Linked DNA regions of Pan paniscus: region 2 is linked to region 1. A link is a contact called in public Hi-C data. All regions are on one chromosome and are shown on one strand. The core of a region is the stretch at or near the end of the contact, and the rest is flanking DNA. Distances in the headings are between cores, read along the strand shown. Region 1 holds the start of LOC100987431 (10 kDa heat shock protein, mitochondrial-like). Region 2 holds the start of ETV6 (ETS variant transcription factor 6).

The links. Hi-C and Micro-C count contacts between places; a contact is called where the count stands out from the background.
Region 2: a contact with region 1 is called in a Hi-C map of induced pluripotent stem cells, with 6 times the contacts expected there. The contact joins the promoter of ETV6 here to the promoter of LOC100987431 in region 1. A contact is called at or near these places in 2 of 3 Hi-C or Micro-C datasets (fibroblasts and induced pluripotent stem cells).

Annotation. Positions count from the first base shown.
Region 1 is chr10:16,240,780-16,243,479 of NHGRI_mPanPan1-v2.0_pri, forward strand. It overlaps LOC100987431 (10 kDa heat shock protein, mitochondrial-like), which reads left to right and starts at 1,315. Exons shown (of 1, transcript XM_034935378.1): 1 at 1,315-1,572. The coding sequence starts at 1,315. The coding sequence ends at 1,572.
Region 2 is chr10:16,962,796-16,965,676 of NHGRI_mPanPan1-v2.0_pri, forward strand. ETV6 (ETS variant transcription factor 6) reads left to right here and starts at 1,285. Exons shown (of 8, transcript XM_063593357.1): 1 at 1,285-2,881. It also overlaps the pseudogene LOC129393496.

The DNA of each region.
Region 1 (2,700 bases), core at 65-2,564:
TAGATGCTTTCTCTGATGCTCCTTTGTGACTCCTTTTTTTCTACTGACAAATCAGAAAGTTCTCCTAGATCCTTTCCCAAAAGAGTTTTTGGGTCATCAGGCAATTACATTTGTGTTATCTTAACCTTTTTGTGTTTATCATTCTTGTCACAGTTAAGGAAGACAGCAGAATCCATATATCATTTGACAATTGTTAGTAACACAGAACACCATGAAATAGGTGGTAAATCATAGGAAGGAAATGTTCCGGTTAAAGCCACCTCAAACTCCAGGGGCCATTCCTGGGTAGCAGCAATGCTGTTATTGTTCTCTATAAGCTATATAAGTGAGGATCCCCAAATTTCTGCAGCAGAGTGGGAAGTATGAGTCTGATTTAAAGATATTTTCTTTCTTTCTTTTAGCTACCTCACTGGCTTTGGGCACAACCCAGGAAGAAGTTTGAAACCAAGAAAATGGTAAGTCTGATATGATGACAGTTATAAAGTTTTGAGACATGTTAGCAACTAAATTGTCTTTTTTGCTTCAGTCATGTTTTTCCTTTCCTTTTTCCTAGACCATAGAGAACAAGATGTAACAGAATTATATTACGATTTCAACCCTAATTCCAACATAACAACTGACTAGACAATCTACTCAGCACATGACTTGTTAAATCATGATTCCACTTCATATTTGTCTTTTTAGTGTATTGATTTCTCTTCTCAGTTACATACGATGTCGGTTCTTCTAATCAGTAGTACAGATTAACAACGACTACACCCTAACATTTCTAAGATTTCTCTTATCCTTTCTCAAGAGTCTTGCCTTATTATTTTAATCATGTGGTATTGAAATTTCAGGGAGATATTTAGCTTATTTTGAATAGCATTTCTAATAGTTAATTGAAATAATCAAAGGACAATTTCTTGTTGATACACTTGTCACTTTGGTCAATTAAAATACAATTTTAGAATGCTAATTAAATTGATTAAAGAAGTTTTTTTCTATAGAATTGTAAAGATAAGCCTTCTTCAACTTACTAATCTTAAATTAAGAATGTATTTACTGAATACCTATTATGTAGAGGGTGCAAAAGAAACATGTGATGTGACTTACTGCCTTTAGGTAACAGACCATCTGAGTAAGGGTCGAATATACTTAGTAAGGTAGTACATAAAAGAAGTACTAAATTCGACGTCTTTACTGATAGATTATGTAATACAAACAAGTGATACACATTCCATAGACCCGCAGGATTAAGATAATGACCAAGGGAGTCAGTCTCTCTTTGCAGTACTGTATGAGAGCAGAGTAAAAGTCGGCGATAGAGGGCTCATGGCAGGACAAGTGTTTAGAAAGTTACTTCCACTCTTTGACCAAGTATTGGTTGAAAGGTGTGCCGCCAAAACTGTAACCAAAGGAGCCATTATGCTTCTGGAAAAATCTCAAGGAAAAGTATTGGCAGCCACAGTAGTATCTGTTGGATCAGGCTCTAAAGGAAAGGGTGGAGAGATTCAACCAGTTCGTGTGAACGTTAGAGATAATGTTCTTCTTCCAGAATATGGAGGCACCAAAGTAGATGACAAGGATTAGTTCTCATTTAGAGATGGTGACATTCTTGGGAAGTATGTAGACTGAAATAAATCCTGTTGAAATAGCATCAACACGAAGCTTCCCATTCCACTGAAGTTCTGAAATCTTTCATCATGTAAATAATTTATATATCTCTCTTTTACACTAAGCTAATGATAAATAATGACACAAATAATAATGACTAAGTTATTTGAATCAAATAAAAAGAGATTAAAAGGAGCCAGATGAAATGAGCACGAATGGAATATACTTGGTTGAATTATTTTTTCATAGTTATGTTTGCATCTATTATATGTCATGCTATTGCAATGAACATTAAAAAAGTAGTGCTTGGAATAAGATTAATAGTAACTATTGTACATTTATCATTTGAACCTCTCCATGCTTATGGATTTTATTATTTTAAAAAGTACCATTTTTCACATACAAATAATATAAAACATAATTTAAAATTGAAATATTTACAAGTCAACCTCAGGTGTCATTACAAAGTTTTCAGCTAAATTTTAAAATCATGTTTTTAGTTTTAAGAACCTATTTTTTTCATTCTTATTAGTTTATCTAATATTCCTTTTTGTAGTTTACATTCTATATTTGGTCTTATATGTTTTCAATGTTATATATTACTTAAAAATAAACTTAAAGTAGGAAGCCACATTAAGAACAAAATAAAAGGACCATGAAAATGGTTGCAATTGATATCTAGAAATAGGATGATGTATAAAGTGGGTTGCATCAAAGCTATACCTACATTTACCACAGGGTGACACCCTAGCATCATTAATGAAAATAAAACTCTAATACATACAGAAGCATAATCCATAATCACAGTATGATGAAAACTAGCTCAAATTATTACAGGTTCTTTCTTTCAAGGAAATCATCATGAGAAAACAGGGTTTAAGCATTATGCTTAGTATTTTATAAGTTTAATTTTCCCTAACTCTAGTTACCTCTAGATTTTAGATAATTCTAAAAAATTATCTTAAATAATTCTAAATAATTATCCAGAATGATTCTATATAATTAGATAAAACTAGATAATTCTAACATCTAATTGTACTTCTTCTCTTGGCATCTGCCCTTTCCTCCTAGTCATATCTTCTTTTATTTAAAGAGAAAAAGGAA
Region 2 (2,881 bases), core at 35-2,534, 720 kb after region 1:
ACAACCTGGATGTGGCATATCTCTCTTCCAGTCACATGCCATTGTCCAGAACTTCATGACATAGCCACACCTAGCTACAAGAAAAACTAACAAAGTCAGGATCCTGTGTGGCCATGTGGGCAATTATAATCCTACTACTAGGAAGAAGGGAAATAGGTATTGGAGGAACAACTAGAGGATCCCCAAAATAGGAAGTAAGAGGCTAGATTCTGGAAAGGTCAAAAAATAAAAGATAAACATCCAGTACAGGTGGTAGACTCTGTGTAAGAGATCAGAGGGATAAGAAATAAGGCAGGGAACAGGAGGATGGGAGCAAATGTTTTGAAATAATATGAAGAACTTAGATTCTTCAGGATTTGGAGCCTGATTTTATACAGGTGATAAGAGAAAAGGAGAGAAAGTTGAATCTCAATTTTCTGACCTTGGTGACGGAATAGATCTTTGTGCTATCCCCAAATAAGAAATATAATGGGAAGCATACATGTTTCACAAAGGTCTACCTACCATTCCATTGGAGGTGCCCAGTAGGTGGCCAAATATATCGTTTTTGACACAAGACAGATGGATTTGGTAATTGTCAGCATAGTGGTGGTAGCTGAAGGTGTGGAAGATGATTACTTCACCAGGGAAGAACATGAAGCTTGAGACTAAAACAGGACTGAGGATGGAGCATTAAATTAATCTGTGAGCATACAACCAGAGTTAACCAAACCTGTTAACCAACCCCAGAGCTACAAGGAAAGCTATCAGATCGTACTGCCAGTGATAACAGCTAGGTGAGCCATCTTCCAGTATATCCCTGCCTTTTAACTCATCTTTTGTAAGCTAAAACATTGAAAAAGATACTCACCAGAAAGAAATACAAAACTTTCTTTAGATGCTGCCTAGAATGAGCACCTCAGCAGTGGAAATTATCACTGACAGGATACAATTCAAGGAGTCAAAAAGGAGGCTGCTTTGGGCCATTCCTTCCCCACTGAAGTGACAAACCATTATTAACAGGAAATTTCTTTGTGTTAAGCATCTTTCATTGGAGGCTCATTCCCACAGAGGACTAACCCATTAAACTTCAAATATCTTGGGTAGTTTTTTTTCCAAATCATTTTTCTATCTGAAAGGAGAGGAAGAGGGAGCTCTGAAGAAGGGCTGAAGGCTACAAATAAAGGCTATCCTGTAGAATTTACTGCTTTACGATCTCTGGTTTATTACAGCTGCTTCCATCTAGTAGTACTCTCTGTAGAACCTGAAAAACATAGATACAGTGATCATTACAACAAAGTAGAACAATTTTGCTTTATAAATGTTTAGTCAATAATAGATGGGATCCTCATGCCCTTCACCATCAAGAAGTTTGCTCAACAGGTCAGGCTTTTTCTGTGAAAATAAAATAAACTGTTTTTATTTTTTAATCCCAGTATCCATCCTTAGATCGTCTCATTTTTTTCTCCTTGTTTTTCTTTTTTCAGCATGTAAAGTTACAGCTTGACTTCAGTGAAGCACTATGGACAGACATGAATAATTTTTAATCATATGAAGAATAATTACTGGGACAGTCAAGGTACCTGCTAATTATTCTTCATACGGCTAAAAATTATTCAGAATATTACTGGGACAGTCAAGTTACCTGCTAAAGTTCTGGGAGAATACAGAACTTCTGTGCTCTCTTCCCCTTTATTCATCACTTTTGAGTTATAATTTATATACAGTAACATTTATGTTTTTTAAGCCAGTCAAATTCAGCAGTGGGAGGACAGTAACTTTATCTTTTTGAAGTGTACACCTTGATGAATTTTGACAATTGTATATAGTCATTTACGCACCATCACCATCAACATATAGGAAATGTTTCACACCCCAAAGGGTTCCCCTATCTTTAAAGTCAATCCCCACCTCTGACTCCCAACTCCTGGCTCCTGTTCTCTGATTTCTATGTTTACAGTTTTACTTTTTTCAGAATATTACACGAGTGAAGTCATATAGTATGTAGTCTTTCATGTCTGATTTCTTTCATTTAATGAAATGCTCTTGAGATTTATCCATGCTGGCATGGGGATCTACAGTCTGTTCCTTTTGTTGTTGAGTAATATGCCACCGTGTGGGTATGCCAAAATTTGTTTTTCCTTTCATCAGGTGATGGACATTTGGGTTGTTCCCAGTTTGTGGCTCTTATGGATGAATCAACTGTAAACATTTACATACAGGCCTTAGTGTAGACATATATTTTCATTCCTCTTGGGAGTGGAACTGATGGGTCATATGGGCACTTTATGTTTAACTTTTTAGGTAACTAACAAACCGTTTTCCAAAACGGTGCTACTATTTTGAATTCTTACCAGAAATCCATGAGAGATCCATTTCCTTCACCTTCTCACCATCACTTGGTATTGTCTGTCTTTTTAACTTTAGTCATTCTCATGAGTGTTTTATGGTATCTCACTGTGGATTTAAGTTTCATTTCCCTAGTGAATAATAATGTTGAGTATTTTTTCATGCACTTATACACCACCCTTATTTAGGTGTCTGTTCAAATCTTTTCACCATTTTTTTCTGAATTATTTGTCTTATTATTAAGTAGTAAGAGTGCTTTATATATTCTGGATACTAGCCCTTTTTTAGCAAGTGTCATAAATATTTTCTCCCAGTCTGTGGCTTATCTTCTCATTTTAAAAAATTTATTTTATTTGCTTACTTACTCTTTTAGAGATGTATGTTGCCCAGGCTAGAGTGCAGTGACTACTCAGAGGCATGCAATCATTGTACACTACAATCATCAAACTCCTGGGCTCAAGCAATCCTCCCACCTCAGCATCCCAAGTAGCTGGGACTACTACAGGGGCATGCCACTGCACCCAGCTTTTATTTTCTTAATAGTGTTGTTCAA